Regions from separate parts of the Zea mays genome. Here regions 2 and 3 are each linked to region 1. The links are chromatin contacts, called in public Hi-C maps. All regions are on one chromosome and are shown on one strand. Each heading gives the region's core, a stretch centred on a gene start, on an enhancer-like site or on the middle of the called end of the contact. The rest is flanking DNA. Distances are from core to core; before and after follow the strand shown. Region 1 holds the start of LOC732735 (Cyclin-D2-1). Region 2 holds the start of LOC103627771 (protein CURVATURE THYLAKOID 1D, chloroplastic). Region 3 holds the start of LOC100273763.

Region 1 (3,752 bases), core at 340-2,839:
GCAATACCGTAGTATTTATGTCATGTACAATTGTAAACCATAGTATCTCAAAACTATAGTATTTTAAAACTGCATTCCCAAACAGGGCCTTAGTTTGTATAGACAAAACATAGTTGTAAATACCATGGTTTACCCAAAACCGTGGTATTTTTGGAGTTTTTAAAACTCCAGTCGGGACCTCAGTTTTCTTCTCTTCTCTCTACATATACTTTGTTTTTCTAATGAAACCAAACATATCTCGGTTTTGAGTAATACTGTGGTTTTACTGTGGTAAATTAATACCGTAGTATTTGTGTCATGTACAATTGTAAACTGTGGTATCTCAAAATTACGGTATTTCAAAACTGCATTTCCAAACAGGCCTAAGGCTGTTTGTTTCAGCATCAGCTACGATTGCTGTATGTAGAGCTGCTAGCTGAAGCCACATCGGCTGTAAGGAGAAGCGAGGCAGCTAAAAGCCTAAAACTGCCAAAAGCTGGGCAATATTTTCACCAGAGATATAATGGCAAGTGCTGGCAGCGAATCAAATAGTGGCTAAGACCTTAGATTGCCAGTTTTGACACTCAAGTTTTGGCCATCAATCAACTGGGCCTCCAATCAAAGCTTTGGATACCAGCCAATTCATGTGGAGTGTGAGGCCATTCATAGTGGGAGTTTCATGAGATGACACAATATTTATGATTGGAGAGATATAGAGAGTTTTATGAAAGGAGGGAGATAGTTTCATTCAGATAAAACTTAGGATACACAATAAAAGTTGATGATGTGTCATTTTAAAAACCGTGCAATAAAACTCCACTCGGAATGACCTGAGGCCAAATTATCTAGTTACAATTGAACGCTTGGGTGGAACCGGAACCATTCAATTTCCGAGTTCGCTGTCCAATTCAAAAGATTTAATTGCGTCTCGATAAATCAACAATCAAATGAACTAGTCCGTATAATTTTCTCAACATGTTTTGTTTTCTACTAGTACTAGACTTCCCTTCAATGCCAACGCGCCCTGCATCGAATTTACTAGCCTACAATGACGCAGTTTTGAATGATGATACAGTGACAACGGGAAAAAAAAACTTGCCCCCGCGACACACCTCACGCAAAACACGATCCAGTGTCGTGCGCGCAAAGGATCCGCGCTCCAAAAACTCTCCTAGGAAAATGCCAAAAACAAAACAAAACAAAGCCCCAAGGAGTCGCAGGCATGTTTTACAGAAAACCCCTCGTCTCTATCCAAAACCCGCTCCACCACCACCATCACTATTCACTAGGCACAGCGCCCGGCCGCCCTACATAAACCCTGCTCTCCTCCACTCCACTAGTCTCTCTCCTACTGTTTACACACTGCAGTGGCCTTGCCGGCGTCTTCCTCCCCCTCCTCTCTCTCGCTCCTCTGTCCTCTCCACTTGATAAAGAACACAATTAGGAAAAAATAGGCAAAAAAACATGTACCTTTTTTCTATCTATATTATCTGAATAAATCAAGAAGAGGAAGAGGGGAGAGGGAGCAGGGAGGGGGAGGAGTAGCAAATCCAGACTCCATAGAATCAGCTCGCAAGAAGGGGAAAGGGAGGAGGAGCTTCGCTGGTGAATTGATTGCTCGCTGCTCCAGTCTCGCATTCGTGCCGTTTTCGGCAAGTAGGTGGCGTGGCAAGCATGGTGCCTGGCTATGACTGCGCCGCCTCCGTGCTGCTGTGCGCGGAGGACAACGCTGCTGTTCTCGGCCTGGACGACGAGTCCTCTTGGGCGGCCGCAGCTACGCCGCCACGCGACACCGTCGTCGCCGCCGCCGCCGCCGGGGTTGCCGTCGACGGGTTCTTGACGGAGTTCCCCTTGCTCTCGGATGACTGCGTTGCGGCGCTCGTGGAGAAGGAGGTGGAGCACATGCCCGCGGAGGGGTACCTCCAGAAGCTGCAGCGACGGCATGGGGACCTGGATTTGGCCGCCGTCAGGAAGGATGCCGTCGACTGGATTTGGAAGGTGAGTTCACTTAATCGATGGATCCTTTGCTTGCTATGCTAGTGAGATGCGGAGATGTGGCTCGCTGGATTTGCGTAAAGGTCTATCTTTTATAGAGCTCATCGTGGTTCTTCACTTGATTTATGCTCATCGGTACCTTCTTCCAACATAAATCGGCCTCAAAGCTCACTGAATCCACATCTTTTTTTGCTGGATAGGTCATTGAACATTACAGTTTCGCACCGTTGACTGCAGTTCTGTCTGTGAACTACCTCGATAGATTCCTCTCCACCTATGACTTTCCTGTAAGTCTTGCAATTTTAGTGTCGCTGGAAACAGCCCTACTCAAATAACTTAGTGCTGATGGGAGGAAGATCCATATCATGGCAGGAAGGCAGAGCTTGGATGACTCAGCTCTTAGCAGTGGCATGCTTGTCTTTGGCTTCGAAAATAGAAGAGACTTTTGTGCCACTCCCTTTGGATTTGCAGGTGAGCCAGTGCGATGGATCCCATCACTTGCTTGCACATACATTGTGCTGTTCTGATTCTCTTTTCCAGCAAAGTAATTTTCGACTTTGTGTGGCAGGTAGCCGAGGCAAAGTTTGTTTTTGAGGGAAGGACCATTAAAAGGATGGAGCTTCTGGTGCTACGCACCTTAAAGTGGAGGATGCATGCTGTTACTGCTTGTTCATTTGTTGAATACTTTCTTCATAAATTGAGTGACCATGGTGCACCCTCCTTGCTTGCGCGCTCTCGCTCTTCCGACCTTGTCTTGAGCACTGCTAAAGGTACAATTTAGGACTTAGTCCAGTATGATTCCTGACCTTATTGATCGGCATAGAAAAATTCTCAATTTGGCAGCAATCAATTTCTAAAGCGTGACAATTGGGTCTGCAGGTGCTGAATTCGTGGTATTCAGACCCTCAGAGATTGCTGCCAGTGTTGCTCTTGCGGCGATCGGGGAATGCAGCAGTTCTGTAATTGAGAGAGCTGCTACTAGCTGCAACTATTTGGACAAGGTAATAATTTCAGAGCTCGATGTTCCTACTAAACCATATGACACTTACCATTGGATGGTATCCTCTGAGAGCAGACTTGTTTATCCATGTTTTACTTACCATTAAAGCCTGCTCAAATTGTTTCCAAAATAGTCTAAAACACCGTTAACACGTTTTAGGAGAGGGTTTTAAGATGTCATGAAATGATTCAAGAGAAGATTGCTGTGGGAAGCATTGTCCTAAAGTCTGCTGGATCATCAATTTCCTCTGTGCCACGAAGCCCCATAGGCGTCCTGGATGCCGCTGCCTGTCTGAGTCAACAAAGCGATGATGCTACTGTTGGATCTCCTGCAGTATGCTACCATAGTTCTTCCACGAGCAAGAGAAGAAGGATCACTAGACGTCTACTCTAGTTGTGGTATGCTTCAGGTGTGCTCCTCACCGTTCTAGGAGTTTTTGATTGGTTCATTCATCTTAAATTTAGTTTGGCCTCTCAAGGATTATGGTTTCGTCAAGTAGTTGCCTGAATGGAACAACAAAACATGCACACTACTCAGTGTTCCATATAAAGAGAGAGAGAAAAATAACAAGCAGCGTCCTGCGAGCCAGTGTTGCGATTCCAGTTCATGCAATTGGCATCCGTAAGGGGAATGCAAGCGCAAGACACTAGAGTCCAGGGATGCTGGTGTAGGTAGAGAGGGGGAACAAGGAATTTACATACGGCATAGAGATGAGAGCTCTCTCGTACCATTTTGTACCTTCAATTCGCAATGAACTTTAGGCAAGGATTGCCTTGGG
Region 2 (4,096 bases), core at 149-2,648, 130 kb before region 1:
CATTTTTTTCTCAACCTGTAAAACGTTGTTCGGTTATTCCCATTCATATGGAATTGGAGGGGATTGAGATGAATTTTGACTTGCAACAGATTTAAATCCACTCAATCTCCTCCGATCCACATAGATGGAGATTAAAACGAACATGCCCTAATTGGGCCCAAATTTCTGTTTCACGCACCATAAGCCTCAAAATTATCCGATACAGCCCTGACAACGATGTAGGTGATAATGCAATTAACTGGGCCAATCAAAACAGCATTCGTGGATGTTATATTTTCATAGGTGATCCTCTTTATTTTGTATGGACTGCCTAACAGAAAAAAGTTACTGCACTCTCACTATATTAGTCTATTATAGCAATGAGCCAAGGACAGCAGTTTCTGTTTTGCCCAGATGTAGTTATATTGTCAAATTGAGCTTATTGGTTTTCTGTAGGACTCATTTAAGATATAGGATAGGAAAAAAAGCATCCCAGTTCGGTTTAATTCTACATAAGGCTCGTTTGGTTAGGGGTGAATTGAGGAAATTAAATTTCCTCCTATACAAATTTTTGAATGGGAGGGATTAAATCCCCTCAAATCCCATTGAAACCACCACAAAACGAACAAGCGCTTATGTTCGGTTGTATCTAGATCGGAGGGAATTGAGGGGATTAAATTCCTTCCTATATAATTTTGAATAGGAAGAGATTTAATCTATTCAGCATTCAAAACTGCATAGTAAGGGATTTAATCACTGTAGCATTCAAAGGTGGCACCGCATCGGAATCGAAAGGCAAAATAAAGCCGCTGGGACCTGGGACCCTGAACAGCAAAGCAGGTAACGTGTCCGCAGCACGGCGGCGATACCTTGCTTAGAATCTCATCCAGGCCGCCATCATCTGGGGATGATGACGCCTCTGACGGCACCAGCTCTGCCATAGGCGCCTCCGCGGAGCCACTAGGCGCGGCGCTAACCTCCTCGGCCTTGTCGTCGGCAGGCGTATCGGGCTTGTCCGTGACGACGACGGCGTAGGAGGCGGATGCCGGCTCTTCGGAGGGCACCGGGCCAGGCACGGCCGCGCTGGCGCAGCGCCAGACTGAAACGGAAACTGTCAGAGCAAGCGAGACAGCGCGTGAGGTACAGAGTGAGGGCTGGGTATGCCGTACCTCGAGTTGGGATGCGGCGGTGGGGCGGAACGGCGGTGGAGGCAGACGCGCCACGTCGGGGCGGGGCGAAGGATATGGGCGCGGCGGTGGCGCGGACGGAGGATGGGGGTGTAGAGACGCAGAGCTCCATGGTCTGTCCACTACTCCACTCTCTGTGCTCTTTCTTCTTTCTGTGGACGCTGTCCTGGTTGGGTTTTGAGGTTTCTATGAGCCGCGAGGAGGAATGGGGGATGAGGACTTGAGGAAGTACTCCTACTGGTGGAGTGCACCTCCAAGGCTCCTGGTGCTCCTGCAGTCCTGCTCCTGCAGTCCGTTTCCTGCTCGCCCCACAACGGCTCGGCAGTTTGTGTGACGTACTGACGTCCGAGTTCCGACGACTCACGGCTCCCTTGCCTGGCTGTGCGTTTGGGTCTCTGCTGTCTGGGGCCGAGCCGATTCTTGTGCATTGGTGGTTGGACGACAGGTGGTGGCGTGGTGCTTCCGTGCTTTCGCTTTTGCTTCTCTCCTGTTCCCGGGGGGCCGTCATGTCTGTGGAAAGAATCTCCTTTTTTTTAATTTTTTCTTTCGTCGGTGCTTGTCCACTGTAGCAACCATAACTCCATATAGGCAGAAAAAAGTTTGACCATCTGTTCAGTTGCACGCCATGAATTTGTTTTCTTTAGAGGCCGTTCGATTGTTCCGGAATAGAAGCCTGCAACAATTTCTAGCCAGTTTGTTTCTCTAATTTATATAAATTTTGATCAGCTGGATTGATTCCTGGTCTATTCCTGAACAACGCCTAGATCGTATTTAAACGTCTTCGGTCATCAAAGATTGTGAACTAGCATTCATTCTAGCTACTTGAACTATTATCGAAGTCGATGTTTCCTTTTCAAACACCAAACTGACCTCCTAAATCCTTAAAACGCTTGAATTATTTTCTTGTCTTGGTTTGAATTGATTTAAAAAGTGGATTTGTCCTTTTTTTTTAAAAAAATAGGTAAATACTTAATGAATTTTTAAGCCCCATAGAATGGCATAACATTCTATAAAAAAATCTATCAAAACCATGGAGGTAGATTGATACATGAAGAATCCAAGGGGCTATTGTAGCACTCTGAAAATTCAAATCTAGAAAATTTCTCCAACTCGCTCTAAATTCAAAATAAATTTTAAATTTTGTTTTAAAATTTTTGTTTACGAGTTGATCTCAACAAAGAAAATATAGTGATCTATTTTCCCTCCAAAATTCTCCTCAAAATATTCTACAAATATTTTTCCAGACATCTCCTCAAACTCTTTTCAGAAATATTGCATAATATTCCACTGATATTTCTCCAAATATTTTTCTACTAAAAATATCATCAGAATCATTTTTAAAATCCTTACAAATATTTTCTTAATAATTTTCCATTTGCTCATACATATATATGCCTCCGATGTCATACAATAAGCTCTACAATCTAATTTTACTTATCCACGGCTAATACATACTTATCTCCCACTAATCCTCGCTTCCTCCAACTAATCCTCGCCTCCTCCCCTAATCCCCCACCTTGCATATAAATAGAGGGGCAAGGGTCTCCCTCATGCCATCCCAAGCCATTTCATGACAACTCACTCCCACTCACTCCCACACAAGCACAACACAAACACAAGGATCGTTCACTCACTCCCACACAAGCACAAGGATCGTTCGTTTGTTAATTCGATCGTTTGTCCAAATGTTTTTAGTTTGTTCGATCGTTTGTCCGATTGATTATGGTTTTTTCGTTCGACCAAATAATTATTGTTCAGTCGTCATGCTTCCGAAATTCTGATCGTTCATTCGTCCAATCGTTCGACCATTCGTCCGTTCATTCATAATCCCTATTCATCGTTTATCGTTCGTTCATACGAATTATTCATCGTTTGTCATTCGTACGGACTATTCACCGTTCATCGGATCGTTCATACTCACTATTCATCGTTCATCGAACCCTTCATCCTACTATTCATCGTTCATCTAGTCACCCAAATATTTAACTGCTCATCCATCATGTTGTTCAGCTCACCTAAGACCTCCTAGACCAATATCGTAGTCATACAAACTCTGCTAACTGTAATTTTCCTTCCAATAAGAATTTCCCGGTTGGTCACCTATCCTAGAATTGCTTCAAGTTGAGCACACTTAACATTGAGGTTTTTTCGAACCAGGCTTCCAAAAAGAAAGACGAACCATTTTTGTATGGATACGCTGTCAATCCTATAAAACCTGGCCTAAGATACCATAGTCCGTCCGTACCAGAATATCACAGTATTCTAGTTGTCTGGGTCTCACCTTACTGTTGCCCCATGTGACACAATAGGTAGAACAGTTGCCACCAACATAAACCTCTGCCTATGAATAGCCTAGAAATAGGTCCTAACACTCTGCTCAAAAATATATTTGCATTTTTTATTTTCCAAATATCTTCAAATATTCAATTTTTGGAATATTCCAAGAATATTCCTTCTTCCTTTTATTTTTCTAATTCTTATGATAGTAAAATCCAAAACTTCTGTGCCCGGACTCTGATTTCGACAATTATGGTTTCTAAATTCTTATCAAATTAACCTTTATCCAACCATGTTATCCCCTTATCAAATTACCTTTTATCCAACCATGTCATCCCGTAAGTATGGTTCATATCCCATAAAACTTTAAAAAATACTATTGTCCTATATTCCGCCTATAATTCAAACTGATTCTTTCACCACGATTCTCGTAAACAGTAAACTCTACGATACTAAACCATACGCACCCAGCTATAAAGGATTTTTTACAATCTTAGAGGTCTATTGATTCATAGCCTCATTAAGTAGTTACATTTTTTTTAAAAAAAGAAAAATCCAGTTCAACATATGTCAGACAAGTAATTCAAATCAGGTTCCTTAAAACCTGACCCGGTTTGAAGCGCTATCCGCGCTTCACGGGATGTTCGCCCATC
Region 3 (4,052 bases), core at 786-3,285, 230 kb before region 1:
TTGAGTCAGTTGAGACTTAGTGCTTATGCTACTTAAACATTCCATATCAATAAATGAAAAAAGAAATAAAAACTCAATTATTTCTGGATCATTCAGAGGCAAAATTCCTTCATGAGCGATCCAAACCATCATCCTAGTAAACTAAATGCATGTGTGTTATCCTTCAGTGGAATCAGGAGTGGCTTACATACACATGGGAACGGGAATGGAATTACTCGAATATAAACATTTAACTATGAAAACCCAAGATAACTCACTGAACCAGCCATGTTTGCAGAAAATTGTGTCTGAAGAATCGATTGATAGAGAATCACCCTGATGTTTTTTACGGTTTTTTTCTTTGGGCCCAGGGGAAGTTGTTGTGACTTTTTTTTACCCAAATTAATACAAAAAAATTGGTAGGGGCCTTCCCTGCCGTGTAGTCAAAAAAAGGAATCAATTGATCAATTAACTAGAGTGTTTGCCAAACCATTTCAAAAATAAAACACATATTGTCTCAGATCCATGTAAATAACTATACTTTGAACATTTGGGTTTTAAAATATTTCTGGGTATATATAAAAAAAATATTGACAACTATGTGATGCTTTCACAACTATCATATTTATTAGGAATATTATTCGTTAAGCGCCATGTTATACTTAGCATTTTCCCACACATTTAAATGCAACCCCAACTTGAAACAAAATGGAACTTACAGATGGTGCTATCACATAGAAAAAGAGTGGGGTAGATGAATGAAAAATCTTTGTAAATAAACAAAGAAAACTAACCAATTTACGTGTTGATTTCACATCCTCTCGAGCGGGGACATGAGCAGAATGGCTGTCATGTTGGTATCGCATCCTCGCTGGAGCTGCTGCACGATTCTTAGGACCCAAATTGTTTGCTTCTCTTCGGGCTGGACCAGTATGGGAGTACTCTGATACATACCCACCCTTGGAGGTCACACCATTGCTCTGCCCTTCCACCTGGCTAGAAAATTCGGAGGTGCCTGGAGATACGGAGTACTCCTCATCAGCATACTCAACGACCCGTGCCTGCGGCCGTCCCAACGGCTGTGCCTTAGCTCTTGGCAGTGCCGTGTCACGCGAAGAGCTCAAGTCCGAGTAGCCATCATCAGTGGAGTAGTAGCTCTGCTGCCCAGGCATGGTGGCGTAGCGGTAGAGGGGAACGGCCGTTCGTCGGGTCACGTCGTCGCGGCGGGGTGACGAGTCGACCGAGTACCTGCCGCTGCAGACCTCGATCTCATCGTTGTCCGACGACTCGTCCATGTCGGATCCCGAGGCGGCGGTGCCGTCGTCGCTGCGCAGCGAGGAGCGTGACAGCGGCACCGTCGCGCCGCGCGGCATGTGGCCGCTCCGAAACTTCTCCGGCGTCGGCATGCCAAGCCCGCCGCGGCCGGCCGCTCCGCGCACGGCACGCAGCGCGTCCATCCGGTCGTGGCTATGCAGCGCCGCCGCTCCCTGGCCCTGCAGACGCATTCCACCAACAACCACCACCAGGGACACACAAAAAAACACGCATCAGAGAACGGGAACCCGAAGCCGCAGCAGCTGAACTCAGCTAGGGCCGGCGGCGCGGCGAGCTCACTCACCTCTCGCACCCACTTGAGGGCGTCGCGATCTAGCCCCTCCGTGAACATGGCCAGCGCATGCGGGTTCCAACTGAAACGGACGAAGAGAACAAAATCGAGCAAAAATCAGAAAAAATCCCGAGCCAGCCGCACCAAATGCGGGTGATTCCCAGACCCGAAAACCCCTCGAAAAATTTTCCCGCAGCCGCAGATTTGAACACGGGAGGAATTTCGGGGGGGGGGGGGGGGGGGGGGGGGGGGGATGGGAGTCGGCTGAATCGTGCAGGGAGAAATGCTTACTTGGGAGCCGAATCTACGCGCGGATTTGTCGCTGGGAGTGACGCGAGCGCCCCGGATTTGAATTTCTTCGGACGAGCGTCGGGACGAACTCTGCGAGCAGCGCAGCGCAGCGCGGTGGCCGACAGCGACGGGAGCGTCGAGCGCGATGGAGTGTACGGGGAGTGGACGAGTGGGGAAGGCGGAGCCGAGCAGGAGGAAAGGGACAAGTACGAGTTTATTAGCTCATGGGCGTAACTAGAAAAAATACTAAAACCCCACTGCCTTCGAATAAACAGGAAAGGGACGGGCGAAACTTTTGCAGTTAGGCCCTCTGTTGGCCCGGTATTACCGTACGGTATCATATAGTATATCATAGAAATGCATTGTTCCTTCTCTTCGAACAAAATAGGCGCATATCAAACAATTGATTGGAGAACAACGCTGCCAGTTTAACACGCGGTAATTTTACTATCTTTTATTACTCCGTATATTATATATATACGGTGCATAGGTGATTAGGTGCAGTAACCGTCCCCAAGTTATGCAAGCAATAGCATTTATCCTGAGCAAAGAGGGGCCTATATGCGAAAAAGCGCCCCAACGATAGCTGGCCCATTCTCTTTTGGCCGACGGTTTCCTTTCTTTCCGTTGAGCCTCGCCGTAGGCCACAATAGCCCTGTTTGTTTCGGCTTCTGGCAGCTTCTGGCCACCAAAAGCTACTGCGGACTGCCAAACGCTCAGTTTTTCAGACAGCTTCTATAAAATTCGTTGGGGGCAAAAACCATCCAAAATCAACATAAACATATAATCGGTTGAGTCGTTGTAATAGTAGGAATTCGTTACTTTCTAGATCCTGAGCCCTATAAACAACTTTATCTTCCTCTACACGTAATCGTAATAATACTTAGATTCTCCCCACAGCCAGATTCTCTCCACAGCCGGATTTTCAGAAAAGTTGGTCAGAAAAAAGCTAAACCAAACAGACCCATGTGGAGAGTCGCTCGGAATCAGCTGCGTTCACCGACCGAGCGGAGCAGCGTTGACGACGTCAGGGCGCGCGCGGCAACGTCGGGGGAACAGGGGCCCTCCCGTAACGGTCGAAACGTTAGTGGTGACCGGGTTGGGACGTCGTGGGCCCGTGGCGGTGGTGGGCAAGAGCTAGCTGTGCTACTGTGGAGGAGAATGACCGAGTGGAGTGGGGTGGACTAGATGGAGTTTGGACCGGCCGGCCGAACGCTTGCCTCCTGCCCTCTCCCGCAGCGCACGCTGGTCCGTTCGATCCGGCGGGGCTACACGTGGCGGGCATCGAGGACGGTACATCGCGTGGGCCTCCCGTGTTCTGTGTCTGGGGCGGCGCATGGGGAGCCGTGGGGAGGAGCGGTCACATGGCTGCGGGGGCCGCGTGTCGGTACCTTTTCCGAACGGCGTGGTCGGAGGAGTCATGACCTAAGGTACCGTTTGGTTCAAAAATTTGTAACGTAATGGATAAACGATAACGTTAAATCATATTTGTTTTAGTTCAACCGTAATTAGATATCATACTAAAAATTGATATCAGACTATTTAAACTTATTATCGGCCATAATCGAGTGTAAACCATTACTATTACCCTTTACGTTACATTTCGTGAACCAAACAGCACCTAAATTGTATATCGGGTGGTGGTCTAAAGACGTTTTTGGCCCTGGTGCTGTGGTGCTTCGTGGCAATTGCAGGCTTGCAGCTGGCGACAGAGGTTCTGACAAGCTTCCATGGCTGTTCGCTGCCGGTGGGTTAAAACCATTAGGAATGTTGCAGCTGTAATCCTGCAGAAAAAAACAGAGGTCGATGGATTAAATCGGTGAACATGCGTGCATGTAGGCCCAGGATGGTGGAGAGGGAAGAGGTTGTGCAAAAGCGCTTTGCTACCACACTGATCCAGAACCATTTGTTTGCCATGTATTTGTTTGTCATAACATTAGATCTATCTGTATATATAGCAAAGGCACAGGTAATTAGAAACCGAGCAGTACCATGCAGATTCCTAGATCTTCCAGGTTTTATCGAACGTCCTTTCTTTCTCACTTGTGTCGGGTGAGCCACGGAGCGGGCTAGCTCTTTTTTTTTTTTTTTGCTTGGGTGCGACGCGGAAAAGGGCGCCGGTTTGGTCGGATTAGACGAGAAACGGTGCGGTCATCCCATCCGGTGGGTGGTGCTG

Evidence for each region. Hi-C and Micro-C count contacts between places; a contact is called where the count stands out from the background.
Region 2: a contact with region 1 is called in a Hi-C map of tassel, with 2.2 times the contacts expected there. The contact joins the promoter of LOC103627771 here to the promoter of LOC732735 in region 1. A contact is called at or near these places in 13 of 25 Hi-C or Micro-C datasets (bundle sheath, ear, endosperm and 4 more) and 2 of 3 datasets of contacts at active chromatin or transcription factors (leaf and seedling).
Region 3: a Hi-C map of ear shows a contact between it and region 1, with 2.5 times the contacts expected there. The contact joins the promoter of LOC100273763 here to the promoter of LOC732735 in region 1. A contact is called at or near these places in 8 of 25 Hi-C or Micro-C datasets (bundle sheath, ear, leaf and 2 more).

The regions. Positions count from the first base shown.
Region 1 is chr5:217,350,422-217,354,173 of Zm-B73-REFERENCE-NAM-5.0, reverse strand. LOC732735 (Cyclin-D2-1) reads left to right here and starts at 1,589. Exons shown (of 6, transcript NM_001112364.2): 1 at 1,589-1,977; 2 at 2,175-2,261; 3 at 2,347-2,445; 4 at 2,543-2,744; 5 at 2,854-2,975; 6 at 3,134-3,386. The coding sequence starts at 1,654. The coding sequence ends at 3,367.
Region 2 is chr5:217,482,864-217,486,959 of Zm-B73-REFERENCE-NAM-5.0, reverse strand. It overlaps LOC103627771 (protein CURVATURE THYLAKOID 1D, chloroplastic), which reads right to left and starts at 1,398. Exons shown (of 5, transcript NM_001156482.2): 1 at 1,149-1,398; 2 at 849-1,078. The coding sequence starts at 1,278.
Region 3 is chr5:217,579,141-217,583,192 of Zm-B73-REFERENCE-NAM-5.0, reverse strand. LOC100273763 reads right to left here and starts at 2,035. Exons shown (of 23, transcript NM_001360436.1): 1 at 1,877-2,035; 2 at 1,598-1,667; 3 at 774-1,472. The coding sequence starts at 1,645. It overlaps LOC103627772 (a long non-coding RNA gene), which reads right to left. Exons shown (of 4, transcript XR_002262548.3): 4 at 3,326-3,660.